2 separate regions of the Oryza sativa genome follow, and region 2 is linked to region 1. A link is a contact called in public HiCAR-type data. All regions are on one chromosome and are shown on one strand. Each heading gives the region's core, a stretch centred on a gene start, on an enhancer-like site or on the middle of the called end of the contact. The rest is flanking DNA. Distances are from core to core; before and after follow the strand shown.

What was found. HiCAR-type assays count read pairs that join an accessible place to other places.
Region 2: a HiCAR-type map of leaf shows a contact between it and region 1, with 2.4 times the contacts expected there. The contact joins the promoter of LOC4336398 here to the promoter of LOC4336385 in region 1. A contact is called at or near these places in 2 of 15 Hi-C or Micro-C datasets (leaf and seedling) and 1 of 4 datasets of contacts at active chromatin or transcription factors (leaf).

Annotation. Positions count from the first base shown.
Region 1 is chr4:26,115,356-26,121,757 of ASM3414082v1, reverse strand. LOC4336385 reads left to right here and starts at 1,352. Exons shown (of 1, transcript XM_015778804.3): 1 at 1,352-2,343. The coding sequence starts at 1,640. The coding sequence ends at 2,035. It overlaps LOC4336384 (BRCA1-associated RING domain protein 1), which reads left to right and starts at 5,380. Exons shown (of 15, transcript XM_015778573.3): 1 at 5,380-5,556; 2 at 5,771-5,824; 3 at 5,909-5,979; 4 at 6,060-6,167; 5 at 6,296-6,363. The coding sequence starts at 5,477.
Region 2 is chr4:26,253,335-26,259,716 of ASM3414082v1, reverse strand. It overlaps LOC4336398, which reads right to left and starts at 4,611. Exons shown (of 2, transcript XM_015781360.3): 1 at 4,360-4,611; 2 at 2,236-2,666. The coding sequence starts at 4,542. The coding sequence ends at 2,436. LOC4336397 (large ribosomal subunit protein eL14z) reads left to right here and starts at 5,283. Exons shown (of 5, transcript XM_015781361.3): 1 at 5,283-5,467; 2 at 5,551-5,652. The coding sequence starts at 5,465. TRNAI-AAU (transfer RNA isoleucine (anticodon AAU)) reads right to left here and starts at 890; the gene lies at 817-890.

The DNA.
Region 1 (6,402 bases), core at 103-2,602:
AGCCCAACCCATCAGTCACCACCCCGGTGAGTCTCTTAGCTTCTTCAGTGCCAAATGTAACCCACATGGGCATATCTCCACACACATCTATATGCATCCAGCCTGTCAATCCATATAAAAGAGCTTTATGGCTGAACATTCCTTCACTTGACATGTGCTATCTAAATTATGTACAAATTTTTGATAGGGCTGCTAAAAAGAATTTCTTCAAGAAACCTATTTGTTTATTTTGTTTCTTTTTGAGATTATACCTCTTATCTAACAAATTGATGTTAACAAAGTCCTGCAGCAACGCGCTGGGCATCCTCTAGTTTGTAGAACACTGGATACCGCTGCACTAACAAGGTAGAAAGCCCCACATCGTACCCATGCATCTGAAGTCAGCGTAGGAGGAGGAGGCAGCGTGGTACTCAGAGAAGCAGGAGGGACTCAGGAATTCAGGAGGACGGGGAGAGGTGGCTGTGGGCTTCTGGTGTCGAGGTCTCAAGGAGGACACAACGTACCGAGCCCAAGCCCCGCTCGAGAGCCTGTGTCGAGGTCTCAACGGAGAAAACAAAGAATGAGGTTGGAGGAGAGGGGGAGGGGGGGGAGATGGGAAGTGGAGAAATTATGGTTTACTTCATATACCTCTATTTAAAAAGGCCAAATAGGCTTCAAGGTTCTACCTCATATCTTCGGAGCCCACCGGGTCATCCGCGAGCTGGAATTTCCACTCAACCCCAACAAGAAAATTGTCACCCCTAATAAGTATCATAGATATTATCACTGTTGGAGCCGTCGGGAGGAGTGTCTTAGAGAAGACGGTGCTTCCGACACCAGTCTTGGTGTTAAACAACTTAAGTAACCAATCTTATTTTAGAAAACAGATAAAACTTATATTATCATCGATGTCTCAATTAGAAGGACTTTAATTCTCGATCCATCCTACAAATAAGCAAAGATTTTAAAACTCAATTATCTGGCCATCTACAGAAATACGGAGGATTTTGGGCTTCCCAAACAAACTGCAACTAATAAAGCCAGGTCCGGTCCCACGTCCCAGACACCTGAGGCGGGAAACAAAAACCTACCCAAAAGATTTCCCCCGCTCCACTGACGGGTGGGCCCATCGGACGGGACCCAGCGTCATAACAACCGGGTACACGGCAGTGGCAGTTTCCCCTGGCCCCACTCCACGCCACAGAACCCACATCCCACCATGACGCGCAATTACCTCATTATCCTCTAGATTTTGTGGCAACTAGACTCTAGCGAGGATGGCATCCCTTGTAATTCTTCCGAACCTTGAGTCCTCTCTCTAAATCTCTCCGATATAAATATGAGCCGGCATCCCACAGACCCCTTCCCTTCTACCACAAATTTTTTTTCCACCTTCCCTCTCTCTCTTCTCTGCTGTCTCTCCCCCCCTCCATCTGCTTTGCTGGCCCCTGGCCTGTGAAGTTACGATTTTGCCCCTGGTGGGCCCCACCTTTGTACATCTCCTTCCCTTTTTTTTCTACCCTTTTTGCAGAACACATCGCCCTTCTCTTTTTCCTTTTCTCCCATCGAAACCTTTTTTTTTTTTCTGAATTCCTCTCTTTCTTTGACGGCTCTGACTCGTGCTGACGTGGCACGTGGCGAACGACCCTCAGCCGTCGATATGTCGCTCAGCGAGAAGCTGGAGGCGGCACGTGTCGCGGTCGGCAAGCGCAAGGAGCGGGAGCTCCTGGCTCAGGCTCCGGCTAATAAAGCTCTAGCCGAGCCGGGTACTAATAAGCCGGCTCCGGGGCCGGTCCCCAACAACAAGCTCCTAGCCGGTCACCTGGCGCACGAGTTCCTGACCCGCGGCACGCTCCAGGGCCGCCGGGTCGAGCCGACGAAGCCGAGCCAAGCCGCCGCCTTGCATCCCGGCGAGCCCGTGCCCGAGCCGGAGCCCGACGCCGCCAAGCGGAGGAGGTACGCCGAGGTGTCGTGGCTCCTCATGGCGAGCGGGGCCCGCGTCCCCGGCGTCGTCAACCCGACGCAGCTCGGCCGCTGGCTCCAGATAAAGGAGTGACGTGCCGGCGACCAGACATCACAACCCCAGGTGGTTTTCCCCCTTTTCACCGGGGAGAACCGACACATCATCAAACCGGTTTCTTCGTTTTCTCCTCCTCTTTGCCTGCTCCTCCTGTTTAGATTTTAGATCTAGGAGAGAAAAAGAAAAAAAAAACGTTGGTGTACTAGCAGCTTTATTCGATGAAATTATTGTTGTTATTCAAAACCAATGACCAGAATGGTCCAGCTTTCTATAGAAAGCGCGATTTCTTGTTAGTACTACTACTAGTTCGCTACCTGTATATCATGTGCGTGCAATGTTTGGTGGTTGTCATTTGTCAAGTACTAGTAGAACGGCGAGCGTGTGCACGCACCCGGGACGGTGAATCGCAATTTTTTTATATAACTGTTGATTCGCGTTGATGGGTGGATTTCGCGTGCTACCGAGCGCCGCCGCCCTCGCCTATCGGTTTCCTCGGCCTGTGTTCCATGGATGAGACGGCGGCTATTCGCATGAAGAGACGCGTAGAGGCGGTGGCGCGCGAGACGTGGGGGATGTGCCCAACGAGCATGGCGCCGTGCAAGCGGTTAGTGGTGGCCTGGTGGGAGTTGCTCCTCCCCCATCCATCATCGTTCCATGTGCCCTGGTGGCCTGATGCTGTTTTTAGATCTAAAGTTTGACGCAAACTTCAGTCCTTTTTCATCACATCAACTTGTCATACATACACAACTTTTTAGTCACATCATTTTCAATTTTAACTAAAATCTAAACTTTACGCTGAACTGAACACATCCTAAAAACGCATGTGTTTCCAGACCACAACCAGACGAATTATTGGAGAATTGTTCGGTGTCCTCCATGGCTGACGGTGTACACGGTTGAAGCATGCTTTGGACGACGCGATTGCAGAGGAGGTGATTCACGAAAAGGACGCACGCACGCACTACGTATTATTCTGATCTGAAGCTCTCTGCGAGTAATTTATTTCTGATCTTCCTCTGATTATTTATTCGGGCAATCAGGCAATGGAAAGGGCGTAGGGGCAGCTCCTCCCGTATTGTTTTCCAGAGCAAGATTAGTTGGTGTTTGCTGTTTCCATTTGATTGATTGGCTAGCATTGTTCCAAGTGGTTCGATTCCTGCACCTGCCTGGTCCATTCCTGCCAGTTTTAATTGCATTTAAATAAATCGGGGATCATTGTTGGTTGGGTAATTGTCTGAACTGTTCGTTCATCTCGTCTCTCGGTTTTGGTCAATGGCCTGCGGAGGGCAATGTCAAATGTCCAAGCAACCGGGGGAATTGGATGGGGGTAAGCAACGCGCAAGATAGCGTAGCCGTGTTAAGGGAAGACGAGAAAGGAGATGCGTGTGATTTACTTGGAAAGCAAAGCATTCCTCGGCTTTGTTTACAACATCGAAGCATTTCTGAGATCATTTTCACCAAATTTACATTGCGAAAGTTTAGACGAAAATGCCTACACGAAAAAAATCTGGGTTTAATTTTTACTTTGTATAGCTTGTAAAATAAAATATGTTTGATTCGACGCTCCCACAGGGTCTGCATCCGACGCTCCAACCTTAGGGCCCTTTGATTCGGAGAAAAGTCAGCCTTAGGTTCTGAGTATTTCATTTGGAGGAAAAACTTGATTTAGGGGAAAAACAATCATATTAAAACAAATGATTGAATGATATACTATCATAGATTTTGAAGAAAATTTAACCAAAGCTTCAACATCTTAAAAAATTTTCCTTTAAGGCCCTGTTTAGATCCCATAAAAAACCTTTACACCCTGTCACATCGAACGTTTGAACACCACGTGAAGTATTAAATATAGGCTAAAAATAACTAATTGCACATATTGTGATTTATGTGCGAGACGAATCTTTTAAGCCTAATTGCTCCATGATTTGACAATATGGTGCTACAGTAAACACTTACTAATGATGGATTAATTAGGCTTAATAAATTCGTCTCGCGGTTTACTGACGGATTATGCAATTAGTTTTTTTATTAGTGCCCGAACACCCCCATGCGACATCATATATAATATCCGATGTGACACGTCAAAACTTTACACCCTTGAATCTAAACACCCCCTAAATCTATATTTTTCATTCGATTCATATGATCCAATCAAACAATCATTTATGTGTCTTATACTTCTCTATTTTGCACTTGCTTTACTACCAGAATCATATGTTTCTTTTTTTTATTACTCCGTTTTCCCTTTGTATGTTTCAAGCGACCCTTAACTCGTGAAAACTGAAAACACTACTTATCAAGTCTAGGGCCTCGTTCAGATCCAAAAATTTTAGCCAAAAACATCACATCAGATATTTGGACACATGCATAGGGCATTAAATATGGGAAAAAAAATCAATTACACAGTTTGCATGTAAATTGCGAGACGAATATTTTGAGCATAATTACGCCATGATTTAACAATGTGATGCTACAGTAAACATTTGCTAATGACAGATTAATTAGACTTAATAAATTCGTCTCGCAGTTTACATGCGGAATATGTAATTTATTTTATTATTAGCCTACATTTAATACTTTAAATATGTATTTAATATGTGTTTGTATAGCTAAAAAATTTTACGCCCAAACAACTTAACACCCTAGACAGATCAGCTTTGGTGTCTTGGTGGTTGTTGTCACTTGAGAGCGGTTCAATTCTGCCAATACGACAGGCGATGAAAACCAGGCAAGTGATTGATACGGCCGGTCCGCTTCCATCGGTCGGTCGTCCGCCCATGACCTGATCCCGTCTCTCGGGCTCTCGGCACGCAGCCACGCACGCACGCACGCACGCATGCCGGGCACATCTCGGACTTCGCGAACACGTGGCCGCACGAGCACGTCGCCGACTGACACTAAAGAAGGCCACCCCAAGAGGCCGACGCGCACCTCGCGGGCCAAGCTTTAGCCTCCGGCCCGTGCTTCTCCAACTCGCTCTCCTCCGCGGCCCGGCCCGGCCTGCCTCACCACCCCCGCTTTAGCCGGCTGCTAGGTCTAAGGTCTTCAGTCTTCACCCTAAAGCCGCGAGCCCGCGACGTGCGCGGCGCCGGTTGGGGGCGCGCGCCTGCGCGCCTCTCTCCCGCAGTCCCGCCCGCCCGCGCGCGCGCGCGGCGCTCGAAACAGGCAATCGCTTTCCCCATCCAAAACCAGTCCACCCTCGCGCCGCGGGGGAAAACCCCGAAAAATTTTCTTCTTCCCGCCGATGGCACGCCGGTTCAGACCCGCGCCCGCACGCGGCGGCATCCAAACATTTTTTTTCCAGCCGCCGCCACCCCTTCCCTCCAATTTTCGAGCGTGGCCACGCGTATTTCAGTGGCTCCGGAGCTAGCTTAATTAGCAGTGCCCACAAGCCACCGTCTCCGCAGTCCGCACACAGGTTCTTCAATCCTTTGAGAGAGAGCGAGAGCGAGAGCGAGACCGTGCGGCCGTGCAGGGATGGAGAGCTTCAGGAGGTTCCTGAACCCGCTGGTGCTCAACCTGCAGAAGATGGAGCTGGAGCTCACCTGCCCCGTCTGGTACGCGCCTTCTCTTCTCTTGAGCTCCCTCTCCTTTGGATCCAGATGAAAGAACAGATCCTGGGCAATCAATCAGGCTAGCTAGGTTGGTGTTAGTTTAGATCTGCGTAATACTGCCGGATCTGAACTTGTTTACCATAATAAGACGTCAAATGAAAATATTTTGATTGCTGATATTTCCGGTCTTCTCATGGCATTGTCTTTTGCTCGGCAGCCTGAAGTTGCTCAACGCGCCTACCATGCTGCCATGTTACCACACTTCCTGCAGGTTATTTACAAATACCTGAACTGATATGAATTGTATTTTGATCTACGCATCTGGTCTTGTGACTAATTTGTTGAATCCTTTCAGCAAGTGTGCTACTACACGGACCATGGACGGTTACAGCTGCGCGATTTGCAAATCAGCTTATCGTTCTCAAGGTGACATCATGCCAGACTGAAATGTTACAAGCATCAGACCAATGCTTTGATTCTTTATCTGACCTTAACATGGCTTGCAGACCTAAGGCCTGCCTCTCACCTCGAGGCAATAGTGAACATCCACAGGAGCCTAAGCTCTACAGTCAGCAGCATGGTCACTCAGCAGGAGGCTCAAGCTGATATTCCTGGTACATACTCTGCCAGTTATTTGCCCCCTAAATTCACAGAATATCTACATCGGAAACAAAATACTTCGCACTGATAGTTGTATAAGGTCGAATGCTGATTACGCTGGTAAAATATTTCTTCTGTTCAGTTGCAAAGACATCATTTCAAGGAACTCCAGAATCGGGAAACAGAAATGGAGCAGAGAAATCTGATCAGGTGAAATCATACACCCCGGTTGCTTCTAAACTGGCATAT
Region 2 (6,382 bases), core at 3,362-5,861, 130 kb before region 1:
TATTTATGTGACTTGTTAAATTGGTCTTCGCCCCCGTGATGCCTACGTGGCACTAGAAGTAAAATGAAAAATAAAAACGCCAAATAGATTCACTTGTAAATGGGTACTCCTTCCGTCCCAGTACACTGGATGTTCTAACATAGCTAAGCCAAATTAAGGTTAGGTGAAAATTACCATATAGCCCTAACTGGAGTACTAGTTACTTTGAATAACCACGATGAGTAATCATCGTTACACCTGCTATTCCTGCCACGGTGGAATCATGGATGAGTTGTTCATGATAACCCGGTTAGTAAAATTTGAATCGTACACTGTTGCACCAGCCCCACATTTATGCTCTTGCTAAAACATCAAGCATTGTGGGACAATGGACAGGAGGTAAACGTCAAATATATTGGGATTCATGTGTCACCACCCTCCTCTCTTTCCTATCTTCTCTCCCTGTATGAACTCACGAACTCACGTGGCCACCGACTGCAGATAGCAATAAGAAAGGGGAGGAAAGGCAGCGAGCCAGCGAGCGACGATGGAGAGTGGAGGCAGCGAGTGACGATGGGATCCTCTGTACCCAGTTTTGTTGTTGAAGGATATGAATAAAACTTAGCACATAGTCGAGGACTCAAGGGACAGTAGATGGACCTTTTTCATAGTCCAATTTGATAGGGACAGTTGGGCCAAGATGTAGAATAGCCCAATTCAATTTCCCCTATTGATGCAGGATAGCCCAATTCGATGGAGACAATTGGACCAATATATAGGATAGCCCAATTCCACCTATGCGCAAGAAGTGAGAAAAAAATTGAGTAAAACAAATAATGGCCCATGAAGGTCTCGAACCTGCGACCTTCGCGTTATTAGTACGACGCTCTAACCAGCTGAGCTAATAGGCCAATTCTTTTTATAGCTAGATCTTATCTTTTCATAAAGGGATAAGTCCAATTTACACCTCTTAACCCTTTGTTTTGTCTAAAATACACCCCGAACTTCAAAACGGGGTATTTGACACCCCCAAACTTTCAATACCATGCAATTTACACCCCCAAGCAGTTTATACCCTAGTTTTTAGTTTTTACCAACGTGGCACTTATAAAGTAGACTGCTCAGCATGAAAAAAAAAAAGAGCGTGCACCGCGCGTGTCGCTATCTCCTCGCTTCGTCCTCAACCTCCTTCCCGTGGCTTGATCAATCCACCGAGTTGCACGGTCACTGCTCGCCGAGTGATGCAACATGGAGCCCAGACAAGCGCAATCAGACTTTTGGACTTCGAACTGTCTCTTGTCGCAAGTTAGTATCATCAGTGATTCAGTGGCAAGCTAGTACTGTGTGCTGCTAGCTACTCATCTTTGTAGTCATGAGCATGACAAGCCCCAGGCTCAGCTTTTCGGCTTCCACGTCTCCGAGGAGGCGACGGTGGACCAGCACGAGCACGAGCACGAGCAGGAGCAGTACTCGGATCAGCACGAGCAGCGGAGCAGTAGTATTCGGCTGAGCCAGAGAATGTGCTGGTCTGCAGGCTGCAGCAATGGATGCAGAGATCGCAGAGGAGGAGCGAGGCAGCCGGCGACGGCGGAACTAGCTCTCGGACGCCGGTCGGGCTGACCGCGTAGTCTCATGAAGGCGAGCCGGCTGCTCGCCGAGTGGAGCTCACGAGGTCTCGAGCTCGCTTCCGCCAAGCTCGGCGGATGGGTGCGCCACCTCGCGGTAGTCATGGCGCTCGAGCTCCTCCCCGCGAGTGCGTCTCCGATGTCTTCGCTCCACTCAGAGCTGCTTGTTTCCCACGACGTCGCCTTCACCGGAGCACGCCGCCTGGCCGCCTGTACTGCCGCCACCACTGCGTCTGATCTGCAGCTTCATCGGGGACGAGGTGGGGCCGTCGCAGTGAACCATGCCGGAGGGAAGAGAGAGAGTGTGTGGGGGAGAAAGGGGAGGAGGAAGAAGAAGGACCGGACTGACATGTGGGGCCCGCTAATCTATACAGCTGGCATCCAATGTGGCATCATAGTGTGTAAAAACCAGGCAGAAAACCGCTCAGGGGGATCTTCTGCACGGTATTAACAGTTGGAGGGGGTCAAATGTCCGGTTGTAGAGATAAGGGGTGTGTTTTAGACAAACTGATAAGTTCAGGGGTGTAAATGGACTTATCCCTTTCATAAATGGTTAGTTACACTACCAATGGGGTTATTCAGAACTATCAAGGTCCACCCTTTCCAAACTACAAAACATCCAAAAGCGACGAACAGGAAAACCAGAAGAGAATATATCAAGCTATAATGTCTGTAGACAAGAACCGATACTTTCAACACACCCCTCACTTTTTTGAAAGAAAGAAAAGAAAACAGTACACAACAAAAACATATCTTCTGAGCTTCTCTCGCGAAGATAAACACTCGTAGAGTTGCAGAATCAGTTCATGCAGGTACCAGAATTCAGTTCATTCAAGTGCTCTTCGACGGCGCTGGGTACTTGACGGCGTTCTTGACGATCTTCCTGGTGGCGGCGTCGCCGAGGTCGACGCCGCACATGTCGGAGAGCCGGATCAGGTAGAGCAGCACGTCGGAGAGCTCCTCGCCGAGGTGCTCCTTCTCCGACTCCTTCCACCCGGGCAGGCCCTTGGCCACCTCCCCTTTCCACATGAACAGCTCCGACAGCTCCCCGACCTCAGCGATCTGTCAACAAACGATACTGTCAGACGAAATCAGAGCATGACATGAAGAGAAAAGGCTCTTCATGTCTCATGTCTGCATCTTTTTTTTTTCCTTTTCTCTCTTCAGATGACAAAACGGCGCAACGCCGAATGCATTTTTCAGCCAAAGAAAATCGTTCACATGCCTTTTACATGGAATCTGGAACGGAATGTTAGGCTATCAAACATCACCGATCACGACGTCTGCCTAAGCATTTCTTCTCCTTTTAGAATCCAGTACGAGCAGTGGAGGGCATCTCATTGCTGGTATGTCGATGCGAAGTAGTAGTAAATTGCATGCTTAATCAGACTTCTTCAGGGACATGTTTCTTTTCGGAAAAGGACAGGCTCGAAAAGATGACGGGTGAATGGCAGTGCTGCTTCAGAAAATTCAGTCAGAGTCGATGGTGATCATTCACTACTCACTAGGCAGGCTGGACCGGCATTGACACGTCAGACTCCAGCATTTTGAGTCGTTCTGACAAGGACATAGGAAATCTGTTCCACAAGGGGGTAGGTTAAACACGTGGCATGAAAGCAGCACCCCGTCCATGGGTTATGAGCAGCTTTAGATATTTGTCATTTCTTGTTCCATTAGCAAACAACATCATCTTTCAGGCAAACAGTATGAGATGCAAGATCAAAGTACAGATAAATTTCAGGTAGGAACATAGGCGAACTTAAGAGTGACCACTAAAAGTAGTTCTTGCCCTTGGGAACGTATGAGGTTTGCAATTCAAAAGGAACAAAACCAGTGATTTTTAGATGGTTTTTCATGACTTTGTTACATATGTGTGGTAGATGGTGATATGTCAAATTTGTGGGTAAAAAATTGAGGGTCGATTCGAAGGGACAAGATGAGCCGTCCACAAACAGTTAGCTGTCTGGAAGGAATAATTTTGATAGATCTCAAGAATCTTAAGTAACACAACTTTGAACAAACAGCTAATGGGAGAGAACAATCATCTTGAACGGTTGGTCAATACTCAAACAGAGAACACATTCTATTATGATAATCTAATCTACACAAAATAATCAATGCAATGATACTCTGGGATAACAAATCGATGATGGTTTTAGAATGAATCAATTTTAAAATAGTCTACCACAGGCTATAATATTCTATTCAAAAGGAATACAATCTAGTTCACTACGTTGTTCATGTGCATGCATTGTTCCAAAGATGCTGAATACTGACTAGCGAGTACAGTGCGACTTGCAGCACTAATCAAGTATCTAACTGCAGTAGCAGCGGGGTACTGTCTGAGACCTGATACTATTATAGTGCACACTTGAGTCATAAAGCAAAATAATCGTAAGGAAATTAGGGGGTGCAGGAAGGCAATGAAATTATCGTGTGACATCTAAAATTTTCCGCAGTTACTATACACGAAACACAATTAATCTCCCTTGTTCATGAAACGCTTCAAATCAAAATAATACTAATCTTAATGACTAATCACTCATCTTCCTATTGCTTCCTACTACTAGTACCCATTTTCTTTTGGTTATGGGGCGGGTGCAACTTCCACAAACACTAGCAATTCTTTAGATCCGTGTGATTTTCAAGACTGCAACTAATGAAGGAAAAACAGAGGAAAAAGCTTAGCAATTCCAGTGATAGCAAACAAAAAAGTTTCAAAAAAGAAAAGCAAACAAGAAGATCGAGAGCAAACCATGGCAAGCAGAAGGTTCCTCGGGGCATGGTACATCTCCCAGTCCCTCTCCTTGGCGAAGTCATCGAGCTTCTTGGACAGCTCCTTCAGGCTCACGTCAGAAGCCGCCGCCTCCTCCTTCTTCGTCTCCTCCTCCACCCCTCTCACCTCCTCCACGGTCGTCGCCTTCTTCTCGACCTCCATCTCTCCTTGAGCAAAGAAGAAGAATCGCCTCAACACCTGCCAATCAAGCCGGTACCTTTCTCTCTTGGTGGCTTGGAAAAAGTTAGAGCTAGAGGCGTATTTATATCCATCGAGAGGGATGCAGCAAAGTTAGCAGGTAATTAAACAAATTGGAAAGTGTTAATGGACGTAGTAAAGGCGATGCAAGTGTGCCCATATATATTTCCCTGCAAACCTGGTGCTCGAGAAGCGCCAGAGCAGAAGGGATGCAATTACCACTCACCTGGATTGCATCAAAAGTCAGTATTATCTATTTACAGAGTACTACGTTTTAGCAACAAGATTTCAGAGGATTTGTGGTGAGATGAAGAGCTGCCAAATTTGGGCGGGATGCGACGAGGTGTAAAGCGCTCGTCGCGATCGGCTCGGTTCTCTAGCCAATTTGAGGAGGTTCCCCAGAGAGATGCCGCAAGGTGGTGTCTCCTCTGTTCCTCGCACGCAACATGAGGTCATGAGCTCAATGATGATCTGAAAGATTGAGTTTTGAGTCTGAACTCTGAACTCTGAATCCGAATAAACTCTGCTTGTTTCAACTCTGTTCCACTGTACTTGCGGGCCGGTTCAGCATTTCAACCTTTAGGCCCAACAGAAATCAGCATGGAGAGTCCAAAAGAAGCCCAAAATCTCCACTCAGCCCTCCCATGGGCCGTGGCCCAGTCCACCACCCCTACAAAACCTCCGCAACAGCTCTAACCTAAATCGGACGGACAGGAATCCCTCGCCACGAGATCCACCGGCTCACGCAGATCCGCCCCCTCCGCTATATAGACCCACCACATCTGAACCCTCCTCTCCTCTAGCCGCACTGCGCGCCTCCCCTCCCCTCGTCTCGCCGCCGCTTCGTCGCCGCCGCCGCAGCATCAGCCGCCTCCTCCCCGCGGAAATGGTAGGGAGCTGTCGCGAAATCTTGCCCGTCGTCTCGTCGGTATGTGCTGATGCGCGCGTTGTTACTGTGCTTGTGCTGTGCAGCCGTTCAAGAGGTTCGTGGAGATCGGGCGGGTGGCCCTGGTGAACTACGGCAAGGACTACGGCCGCCTCGTCGTCATTGTCGATGTCGTCGACCAGAACAGGGTGAGTTAGATCTGTCTCCCTCACCCTGGTTGTTGCTGATACGCCTGTGCTGATGTGTGGATATGAGTTCAGTTCCTGAGTTACTCTTGGGCTGCATAGTTTCGAGCGCAATCTTTGCCTGGACTTAGGATTTATCTGTTAAGTGATCGAGCCTTATGCTTTTAGCTCCTTATTACATTCGGTGGTTAGCATTGTGTGTTGAAATGATTGGTAATATAGGATACCGTGAAGCCGTGCTAGCTCATGCATTGGCTATCCCAATGGCAGTTTTGCATTGGATATCCCAATGTGCTAGCTCTTTTTAGCCGTGCTTGGATCTTTTTAGCAATTTGGTGTTAGGCTTGATCATAAATCCCCTTCTTTTCCTTGGGCACTGCCTCCTAGTAACATCTACGATGACCTTTTTATTGAGCGACAATCGGAACCTTGTGAATGGAAAAAGTGTGCTTGGATTGTTTTCCTTCCACCAGTTCTACTAAAACAGTAGCTCATGTGTCAATATCTTTTTGCTCCAGCTTGATTTATGTTGTGAAATTTAGCTCACAAAGGTTTCTGGAATGTTTTATTGTGGTTTGTAATGATTTTCTGATGTTAATTTGGTGATGATACATGGTATTGGTAGATTATTTCAAATCAGTTCACATGGCAATTTTTTAGTTCTTGCCCTTGGCAAGATTTCCTTTAGTAAGGATGATGCTTTTATGTTCCGTTGTGAAGTTTTATGCTGCGT